Linked DNA regions of Sus scrofa: region 2 is linked to region 1. The links are chromatin contacts, called in public Hi-C maps. All regions are on one chromosome and are shown on one strand. Each heading gives the region's core, a stretch centred on a gene start, on an enhancer-like site or on the middle of the called end of the contact. The rest is flanking DNA. Distances are from core to core; before and after follow the strand shown. Region 1 has its middle 25 kb from the start of MRPL19. Region 2 holds the start of EVA1A (protein eva-1 homolog A).

Region 1 (5,593 bases), core at 1,070-3,569:
TCAAGAGCACCCAGTCTGTAGTGACCCTCAGGCCCTGGACAACTTCCTGTTCTGAATAAAAGTCCCAGTGGAGGCACCAGACTTTTCTCCAAAGTGACTGGCAGGCCCTTGAGGGCAAGGACTCTAGTTCCTCCTCCTCCTCTGCATTCCAAAGCCCCAGCCAGGTAACACGAAGAGAGAGTGCCTAGGAAAGAGTCAAGTCTCATTCAAATAGTTAGAAAGTCTAGTTTGTGTAATGATAAAAATTCAGAACCACAATTAGCATTCAGTCGTGTCCCTTCCTCCTAGCTCTAGCAGAAGAAAGGTGAAAACCTGCTGTCTTAGAGCCCTGGGGTGGTCAGCTTCTCCTTCCCCCAACTGGTCATCAGGGCACAAGGATAGGATCTCCTGTCACGGGACCTGTGTCTGACAAAGCCTCCTTGAGAAGCAGACATCTGTACTTGCAGTGCACTTGTGGGCTCTTCAGAGATGCCCTGCTAGTTCTTCTCACCTCAGGCCCTGTGACATGGATGGAACATTCTGTCCCTTTGGATGTCCTTCCTCCAAGTTCCTGGTTTGCTCAGGCCTCCTTCTGCATCAAACCTCAATGAGGGGGCCCCCCTCAGGCTCTAAGACTCTGCTGTCAGGCAGGGCTTAAAATCTCTTCAGACAGGTTCTTCTACCTCTTCATGGTCTGGGAAAGTCACAACAGTCTTACTCTTTTATTTTTTTATTTTTAAATTATAAACATTTAAATTTTATTTTGGAGTATAGTTGATTTACATTGGGTTAGTTCTAGATGTACAGCATAGAGTTTCAGTTATATATATATATATATATATATATATATATATACAGAAAGAGAGAGAGAGGGAGAGAGCCATTGCTTTTCAGACACTTTTCCCATATAAGTTATTAAAGAGTATTGAGTGGAGTTCCCTGTGCTCTATAGCAGGTCCTTTTTAATTATCTATTTTTTATATATATATATATAATATACAGTGTGTATATGTTAATTCCATACTCCTAATTTATCCCCCCCATCCCCTTTGGTAACCATAAGTTAGTTTTCTATGTCTGTGAATCTTGCTGTTTTGTAAATAAAAAACATCCTTCTTCTGACAAATTCTGGGAGTACAGCTCAGTCCCAGGCAGCCTCCTCTATCCTGCTGCCTGGGCAGCCTTAGCTGTCTCAGCATTTCCTGCACCCCTGGCCTGTGGGAACGCAGTGCAAGATCTGCTACTGCAATCATGGAAGCCCCCCTCATAAAACTTGAGGCTGCCCCTGGACACTCTTCAAAAGGGAGTAGGGCATGCCACCAGCACCCTCCAATAGATTTTTTGAAATGCCTCCCCCTTCTCCCCTCACTAGAGGCTTCTACTTTCTCAAGGAGGGGACAGTGCTTGACCGTCAGAGAAACAGATCTAGGAAATTTCCTTTGTGAATTCTGCACATTGTGAGCTGGCCTGCACTCGACCCATGCCCAGGCCTTAGTTGAGACTGAGGCTGAAAAAGTCCCATCTAACCGAGTCTGTGACAGAAAGCTTCTCGTAGGGTAGGGTGAGGTGTCAGTTCAGGGATTCTCATCTCATTCTCTCATTTGCTCACTCCCTAGTCACTCACACAGCACCCTGTTTTGTTTTGTTTTGTTTTTAGGGCTGTACCTGCGGCATATTGAAGTTCTCAGGCTAGGGGTCAAATCAGAGCTGCAGCTGCCAGGCTACACCATAGCAATGCCGGATCAAAGCTGTGTCTGCGACCCACCCCACAGCTCACAACAGCGCCAGATCCTTAGCCCACCGAGCCAGGCCAGGGATCAAACCCCCGTCCTCATGCATACTAGTTGGGTTCTTAACCCTTAAACCGATGAGCCATGATGGGAAATCCCAGCACCTGTTTTTTTTAAATCAGAAACTGGAAACACCCCGGACGGAACAAACAGTCCTTATTGCATTCAATTCTGACTGTCTTTAAGTCAAGGTGAGGTTACTCACCTGGCTGGGACTAAATTCAGCAGAGTATGAAGTGGTCACGATTGCACCACAAACTTGGAGTGCAAATGTGGGCATGTCTCTCGTTACTCCAAATGCATGGCAAGTAACCTCTGTCTGGTCAGCATCTCCTTGATGTCGCCCTTCTCACCTATCCAAGATGATCCAAGAAGGTCCAGGGTGTCCGAAGGGGAGAATACTGAGATCTGCGGTGTGTGCTGCATGCACTTCCAGGAACTGCCACACAGCGGCGCTGTTAAAGGTCCCTCAGCCTCCCACAAAGCGGTTTTTGTCCCTGTCCCTGCACAGCCGCACAGCGGGCAGGTTCTCTGAGGGAGGATGACCCCATTCCCTCAGTGGTAACTTCAGCCAGGGGTAAACTCCCCCCACCACCACTTGAGCTCACGAGGTTGCAGCTCAGCCACTCTTTCACAGCCCCGTGCAGGTGCCAGCTGGTCCCAGGGCAGCACAGGCTTCCAGGAATCCCAGCTAGCAGAGCTTTGTTTTCAACTCAAACACAAAGCGTCCTGTTATCACTCCCCTTCCTAGACAACGGGGCTACTTGCCAATCTGAAATCTAGAATTCTGAAAAATAACCCTCAATAATTGGCTAGGGAATTCCAGGATGCCCTGTCTCTTCCCTTCTCCTCCCTCCACCTCAGGTTAGCAGCACATGGAGGCCAAATGTTTTTTCTGTCAGAATCTACAGGCTGAAAAGAAAGGGACTACGCATGTAATTTTTTTTTTTTTTTTTTTTTTTTTTTTGTCTTTTTAGGGCCAAACCCACAGCATACGGAGATTCCCAGGCTAGGGGTCAAATCAGAGCTGTAGCTGCTGCCTACACCACAGCCACAGCAATGCCAGATCCGAGCTGTGTCTCTGACCTATACCAATACCAACAGCTCATGGCAATGCCGGATCCTCAACCTACTGAATGAGGCTAGGGATTGAACCCACATCCTCGTGGATGCTAGTTGGATATGTTTCCATTGAGCCACGAAGGGAACTCCTTTTTTTTTTTAACACATGTAATCTTTTAATCTCCCATATGCACCTCTCTTGTAAGTCACTCTGCCTCAAAGTAAAAGCGTGTCTCACCTGCTTTAAGATCTGGAACAGTCCACAGCTCTGGCCCTTGGAGCAGACCTCTGGGAATGCATTGGAAAATAGTGCCACAGTCTGACCCCTCTGCCTGAAGGAAATGATTTTAGATTCTAAGAGATTGTTCATGCCTGGCAATTAGGTTTTAAAGCTTCCAAGAACAAAGGGTGGTCTCCATGGCAATGCGGGGGTGGGGGGGGGGAGGGAAGCTAGTGTTTTTGTTGCAGGGATGAGAGTCCTGGAGCCCTGGATGTCACACCAGTGACTAAGCCATGTCTCACCTTTACCGAGCAGGAGCTAGGCACTAAGGGGAGCAGACGGCTCCTGGCTGGGGTGAGAGGGTGAGACAGTGCAGCCCACAATCATGGATAACAACATGCCATCTCTGAACGTGGGCTCTATGCAAATCATTTTGGGGGGGTATTTTACACATGTTATTTCTAATCTTCATGATTACTCCTTTTTTGCTTTTAGGCCTGTGCCTGAGACATATGAAAGTTCCCAGGTTGGGGGTCGAATCAGAGCTACGGCTGCTGGCCTACGCCACAGCCACAGCAACTTGGGATCCTAGCCTCGTCTGTGACCTACACCACAGCTCACAGTAACACTGGATCCCTAACCCACAGTGAGGCCAGGGATTGAACCCACATACTCATGGATACCAGCCAGATTCCTGAATTCCCAACCCACTGAGTGAGGCAAGGGATTGAACCCACATCCTCACAGATACCAGTCAGATTCATTTCTGCTGTACCACAACAGGAACTCCCTATAATCACTCTCTTTGGTAGATATTTATTGCTTCCATTTTGCAGACAAGGAAATTGTGGCTCGGAGGAGTGAAGTCACCCGTTCAGTGTCATGCAGCTAGTTAGGGAAGTTGGGATTCAAACCCAGTTCTTAGGACTCTACACTCATTCTCTTTCCATAATCTTATGTTGTCTCTCGAGAATACTGTCCATTTTGGACGATAGATGGCAAGGAGAGGGTAGCTGGGAATGGATCTTGCCATATTGCAGTGTTCCTTGTGAGATTTCAAGTTTAGACAAGTGATATTTTCCTGTGAGTCAACCATGAAAATTATTCTGACCTACAGTCCTTAGCAGAAAGAATGGTCGAAGCAAAGGACACAGAATAAAAATCGCCTTTTCTTTTCCTTGGTAGTGGGTGGGCATTTTGTTAATCTGGCATCCTCTGCATGTCTCCGTGCCTTTGCCTCCACTGCTCCTCTGCCTGGAGTTACCTTTATCTCCTACCTTGTTCCTCTTGGGGAAAGTCTGTCTGTCTCCTCATGGGCCCCCCAACAAACAGGTATAGTTAGGTGCTCTCTCATGTGTGTTCCCATTGTTCTTTTGCAGACACTAGTTCAGCAAGCATTATTCAAGGGAGAGTCACTCTTTTTTTTTTTTTTTTTTTTTTTTTGGTCTTTTTAGGGCCGCACTTGCGGCATATGGAGTTTCCCAGGCTAGGGATTTAATTAGAGCTGTTGCTACAGGCCTACATCAGAACCACAGCAACGCCAGATCTGAGCCACTTCTGTGACCTACACCACAGCTCATGGCAATGCCGGATACTTAACCGACTGACCGAGGCCAGGGATCAAACCTGAAAGCTCATGGTTCCTAGTAGGATTCCTTTCCACTGTGCCACAATGGGAACTCCGAGAGTTACTCTTTTGGCCTAGGGCTAAACGTGATGGCAGGAGAGTTAGTTTTTAGCCAAGACAAAAACAGATGCCAGGAATGCTCAGCGCCCCAACCATTCAAGAATGAGGAGATCTGAAAGGAGTTTGCACAATCCCCAAACCAAAGGCAACTGTAGTCAGGGGTAAAGCTGGAGCCAGGGGCCGGGAACCTGGAGGGGGTGACAGAAGCATGCACCAGCAAGTCAAGCCAGAAGATGCAGCATCCAGTGAGGGACCTGCATGTAGGTGGTTGGTCCTCAGGAAGCAGATGATGAATCGGAGAGGAACGAATGAAGTATGATGAATGGCCTTTCTTAAGCCAAACCTGAGGCTATGTTTGTCACCAGTGGTTACTGCAGTCAGGGGCGACATTGTAATTCTCTGAAGAACACGTCATGCTCCTGGAACTTTGCTCTGTGTTTCCCAACTGACTTCCCAACAGATTTGACCAAAGATCTGGAGCGCTTGAATTGGTAAACCACACCAACCATCCTACCCAGCCACACTGAGCAACACCTCCCTCTCTAGGCGCCTGTTTGCAGAGCTGAAAACAGCTAAGCCCCATGTGGTTCAGGATAACTCTGTCCCCTCATTTGGGAGCTAGCACTTACTCCTGGCCATGAACCTAGTCGTGTCCAGCATGGCTTTATTTTTCTGGGTGTTGGGAATTTCCTTGGTGAAGCTTCCAGTTCCTCCTTCTTTCTGCATTTGATGAGCTCATTTCTTTTTCACTTGGTAGGCTTGTGTGCTCCTTAAGGATGGTGGGTTCCATCTAACAGCCAAATGGGGCCAAGCCTGGGGCATTTTTCTTGCCATTTCCAGCTTTCAAGTCCCGTG
Region 2 (5,593 bases), core at 1,624-4,123, 75 kb after region 1:
GAATGTCTGTTCAACTCCCTGCTTTTAATTCTTTGGGGTATAGACCCAGAGGTGGAATTAATAGTAATTCTATTTTTAATTCTTTGGGACACTGACATACTGTTTCCCATAGTGCTTCTACAATTTTACCTTCCCACCAGCAGTATAAGTGCTTCTCTCCACAACCTCTCCATCACTTGTTATTTTCTGTTTGTTTATTTTTATAGTAGCCATCGTAATGGATGTGGGATGGTGTCTCCTTTTGTTTTTGATTTGCATTTCCTGATGATTAGTGATGTTTAGCATCTTTTCATGTGCTTGTTGTTGGCCAGTCATAAATCTTCTTTGGGGAAATATCAAGTCCTTTGCCAGGTATTTAATCAGGTTGTTTTTTGTTGTAGTTGAGTCGTAGGGGTTTTTAAAAAATGTAATCCAGATATTAACTCCTCATCAGATATATGATTTGCAAATATTTTCTCCCATTTCATGGGCTGTCTTTTCATTCTGTTGATTGTATCCTTTGAGGCCCAGAAGTTTAAGTTTTGATGTAGTCCAAATTATCTATCTTGCCTGGGCTTTTGGTACCATATCCATGAAATCATTGCCAAATCTAGAATCATGAAACTTTCCCCTTATGTTTTCTTCAACAGTTTTATAGTTTTAGCTCTTCCATTTAGGTCTTTTATCCATTTTTAGTTAATTTTTTAATATGGTATAAGGGTTCAATTTCGTTCTTTTGCATGTGGATATCCAGTTTTCTCAATACGACTGTTCTTTCCAGATTGAATAGCCTTGGCTTCCTTGTTAAAAATAGTTTAACCATATATTTAAGGTTTTATTTCTGGGCTCTCTATTTTATTCCATCTTCCACATGCCTGTCTACACTGTTTTGTTTTTTTGTTTGTTTTGTTTTTGTTTTTTGGCTGCACTTGTCACATATGGAAGTTCCTGGGCCAGGGATCAAATCCAAGCCCCAGGTGTGACCTACGCCATAGCTATGGCAATGCTGTATCCTCAGCCCACCATGCCACAGTGGGAACTCCTTGTCTGTACTGTTTTGATTATTGTAGCTTTGTAATAAGTTTTTGAATTCAAGAAGTGTGAGATTTCTAACTTTGTTTTTGTTAAGATTGTTTTGGCCATTTGGATTTCTTGATAATATATAAGAATTTTAGTATGGGTTTTTCTATTTCTAAACAAAGAATGTCCTTTGGATTTTGAGACTAATGTAGAACTTTTGCATTCTCTCTTAAACATTAGCCAGATAGGATAAGAAGGGGGAGGACATTTAGGAAAAAGGAAGAGGATTTCCAGATTTCTTTAGTTTCCCAAAATACACTAAGCTGGTATTATTGGAGCATTAGGCATCCTGTACCTCTGTGTATATGTGTAAGAATGTAGACTTGGGTAGGAGATAAATTAGGAGCTAAAATAGAGGTCAGATATTGTTAAGTGCATGTGTGTTGTATCAAGAAGTTTAATGGAGATTAGTTGAAGGGTAGAACTATGGAGTGAAGTGATCAGATTTATACTATATAAAGATAACCCTGTTGGTGAGAGTGGGTGCTAGATTGGATAGGGAAGAGGTATTGGAAGAAGCATCATGTAGGAGACTGTTGGAAAACCCCCAGAAATGAATTGATGAGACTTGCACTATGGTAGAATTAATGGAGATAAACAGGAGGAAATGGGCCTGAAACAGCTTTGTCCCACTATATACTCAAAAATATTCCAGTGACTTCACTCTCTTGCTAGTCCTAAAGTCCTCAGAACAGTCTCTGAACTCAGAGTGGTAGTTCCAACTCTTCGCCTGTGTCATCTAGTTGTCACTTTTTAAGAGCTTGAATGACTGTTGAGGGAATCTCTGTCTTCTGGCTCAGAAGGATAGGGGGCCCTCCACAGAGGCTAGCTCCTTCTCAGAGCCCCCAAGCTCCTGGCTCCTCATCCTGCCACTCTCTGGGCCTCTGGCTGCTCCAAGGACCTTGTGTTCATTTCTGTCTTACCCATGGGTTGGTCTGTCTTTCCTTGCCATGGTCTTCCCTAAGCCCATTGGAATCCACTAAAGTAAGAGTTGTCTTATCTGTTGTGACCCATGCCATCCACCTATGAAACTGCAGCTCTCTCTCTAAATGTGATCCATGTGACCCACCTGAGAACCTGTTTCTTCTGCAAGGACTGGAGCCTTCTACTTCTCTAGCTTTTCCTAACCTGACATCCCTCCTTACCCTGTGACTGACTGTGCATATGGGTTTCACTGGCCCATCACAGTCGCAGGTGGATTCGTGAAGCCTGGGGCAGGGGGTGGGCTCAAGCTCCCAAGTTCTCAGAGCTGTTTTCAAACTGGAACCACTTTGGAAGTTCTGGAATAGTCGGCTCTGACTCATTGCCAAGAATGCACACTCAGTGATAAGTGGGATGAGGCAAACTGATCAAAGTACACAAGTGCCATCAGTACAGGGGAGAGCAGAGCCAGGTGAAGAGCAGGCTGTGGCTTGGGGTTAAAATGCAGTGATTAGAGGGATGATGGACTATGCCTCAGAGGCAAACCAGGGAGAATGCAATGAAAAGTATCAAGGAAAGGTGAAGGAGAAGTGTTAAAAAGGGAATTTTGGAGAAGATGAGGAAGAAAAAGGAGAGAGGCTAGAGAAAAACAGATTTAAGGGGTCGCTGTTTCCTTGAAAGCCAAGAAGCTTGTAGAGCAAAGAGGACAAGATCCCAGATCTTTGCAGCCACCTGGCTGAGAAGGTTGGCTGGCATTTAGGGGACTAGCTTTTGATCTTGAGCCCAGGCTACCCGGAACATGGCCTCAGGAAATCACAATGTGTTCTCATCACTTACTTTGTGTTCCCAAACAGAAGAGAAGAGAGGGAGGGTGGCCAACTTGATCCAGCTGAAGCATCTCCAGGAGGCCTCCTCTGGATGTCCCATCGAGGCTGCCCTTCTGCTACAACGCGGAATTGGTGATCCCCGAGCACGTGGACATGGCTTTGCTCAGCAATATCCTAGCAGCCTATTCCTTTGTCTCAGGTAGTTGTCCAATCTTGGCTGAGCCAGGGCTGAGGTGTGGGGCTGGGCTGAGCTGTCTCCTGGGTGGGGTTTCTGGCCTTACACTCAGGAGAGAGATGCTCTGCCGTCATGACAGAGGGGCTCTGCAGGACTCAGTTTTGAGATGAAATGTCTTCTGGTTTGAGAGTTAAGCTTGACATCCTCTAATCTGGCAAATGGGGGTTCTAAGAGCTTCATCTTGGTGAAAATGTTTGGTTTCCTTTTGCGCTTAAATGAGTGAAATGAAGTAGCCTGGGGCTTCTGTCATTAAGCATTTGACTATGATGTGAAAGGTTAGAATAGAGTGCTCTCAGCCTAATTATTTCTAGGTAGTGGTTCTCAACCCCACTCAGGGCCTGTGTGTGTGTGTGTGTGTGTGTGTGTGTGTGTGTGTGTGTGTGTGTGTGTGTGTGTATTCTGTGTTTGAGGGGCTGTTTGAGGTGTTTGATAACCTTCTGGGAGACATTCAGACAGAAAGTGCTTGAATCTGGGAGAGTCTAATATTTGCCTCTTCCTTGGTCCAAAGTTGTTTTCTTTTAGGAAAATGACGGATTTTTTTCCTCAAGAGCATTTCCTTTTTTTTTTTTTTTTTTTTTCCTATTTTCTTTTTAGGGCCGCACTTGCAGCATATGGAGGTTCCCAGGCTAGCGACTGAACTGGAGCTGGAGCTGCCAGTCAAAGCACAGCCATAGTAACTTGGGATCTGAGCTGCGTCTGTTACTTACACCACAGCTCACGGCAACACCAGATCCTTAACCCACTAAGAAAGCCCAGGGACCAAACCTGCATTCTCATGAATACTATTTGGGTTTGTTACTTTTGAGCCACAACGGGAACTCCTCTTCAAGATCATTTCTTGAGAACAGGAGCTATTCATATAAAAGGAGTCATTTAAAAATACATGAAAATGTACCTTAATAAGGTGAAATTTTTAAACATACATGAAAATGCTCTACAATTTGATGACCAAACTGATTTTCTGTTGCTTGAGTGAGGTTTTTTTTTTTTTTTTGGTCTTTTCTAGGGCCACACCCACAGCATATGGAGGTTCCTAGGCTAGGGGTCAAATCGGGGCTGTAGCCACTGGCCTACACCACAGCTCACCACAACACTGGATCCTTAACCCAGTGAGAGAGGCGGGGGATCGAACCTGCAACCTCATGATTCCTAGTTGCATTCGTTAACCACTGAGCCACGACGGAAACTCCCTTGAGTGAGTTTTTAAGTTTCGGGTAGCTTGCTTTTGCTTTATTTTATTTTGTTCCACATCTCTGGTTGCTGTAAAAAAAAGAAAGGGCTGAGGCTCTGATTAAGTTTCTCCTGGGGGAAATGGTTTAATTTTCTAGCTCTCTAGTCAGTGTTGATATGTGGTTACCTCAGAGTTCAGATGCAAACCTGAATTTCTATTTACAATGGCAAATCCAAGCCAAGTCTGAGGGTAAAGGAAGTTCATGGCTTCTCTTTGAGAAAGCATTTTGCACGATGTGCAACCTGAGTTTAGAAAGGAGAACTTCTCAGAAACCTGGCCACTCTTGGTGGTTGGCAAGATGAAGCAGGTAGTTTTCACCTGCCTCAAGTCCAAGGTTTTCCCTTCTCAGACAGCAAAGGCTCAGGTCATCAGCCAGCTCCTCACCTCCCTAAGGAAGTTCAGTTCCTGGGGCCTCCTCACCTGGGTACCCACACATCAGAGGAGTCTCAGTTCTGCTCTTTCTTCTAGGCTACTCTGGGGAGAAAGGACATTGGAGCTAGAAAAGAGATATTTGAACCAGGTATCATGTTTTCACAAGCCATTGAATGATGATCCCCTCAACTCTATAGTGGAGACACCCCAAAATCAAGTGGGGGGAGTGACAGGGAGGGCCTGGAGTTTCCAAGGCCTCAGATGACATTTGCAAATAAGCTGTTATAAGAAAATATCTCGGGTGAGGGCAAACAGGCTACTCAGCTTTGGAGCTCTGCTCAGCACAGGAAGTACCTGGCAGCTTTCCATTTCGTTCAGCATGACCCTGAGTTGTGATCCTTGAGTGTGGTAACTCACTGAACAGCCGGGTGTTTACAGGTGTCTCATGATCTTGTTAAGGTGAAAGGGCGCATGGTCCTGTTTTTCTCCCCATTTCAACCTTTTCTTTTCCCATTCCATATTCTGGAATTAAATATTGCTTAGGATGTAGGAAGAAAATGTTTCTTTTAAGTAAATAAGGGCTGAGATAAAAGAGAATGTAAGGAAATGGAAAATAGTATGGCTAAATACAATGCATTAGATCCAGTAAATAGACTTGGTGGTTAAAAATTCATTCTGAGGAGTTCCCATCGTGGCGCAGTGGTTAACGAATCCGACTATGAACCATGAGGTTGCGGGTTCGGTCCCTGCCCTTGCTCAGTGGGTTAACGGTCCGGCGTTGCCATGAGCTGTGGTGTAGGTTGCAGACGCGGCTCGGATCCTGTGTTGCTGTGGCTCTGGCGTAGGCCGGTGGCTACGGCTCTGATTCAACCCCTAGCCTGGGAACCTCCGTGTGCCGTGGGAGCGGCCCAAGAAATAGCAACAACAACAATAACAAAAAAGACAAAA

What was found. Hi-C and Micro-C count contacts between places; a contact is called where the count stands out from the background.
Region 2: a contact with region 1 is called in a Hi-C map of liver, with 5 times the contacts expected there. The contact joins the promoter of EVA1A here to the enhancer-like site in region 1. A contact is called at or near these places in 1 of 5 promoter capture datasets (liver), 26 of 47 Hi-C or Micro-C datasets (adipose tissue, alveolar macrophages, brain and 16 more) and 2 of 2 datasets of contacts at active chromatin or transcription factors (alveolar macrophages and skeletal muscle).

Annotation. Positions count from the first base shown.
Region 1 is chr3:67,634,007-67,639,599 of Sscrofa11.1, forward strand. No RefSeq gene overlaps it. Among named protein-coding and RNA genes, the nearest start is that of MRPL19, 25 kb to the left of the region's middle. Within about 2 kb of position 2,320, at least 20 of the 83 cell types and tissues checked have an H3K27ac peak or open chromatin away from gene starts, as enhancers often do. A contact at or near this core is called in brain, fetal liver and liver, where this site is marked.
Region 2 is chr3:67,708,042-67,713,634 of Sscrofa11.1, forward strand. EVA1A (protein eva-1 homolog A) reads left to right here and starts at 2,874. Exons shown (of 2, transcript XM_021087316.1): 1 at 2,874-3,006. The coding sequence starts at 2,874.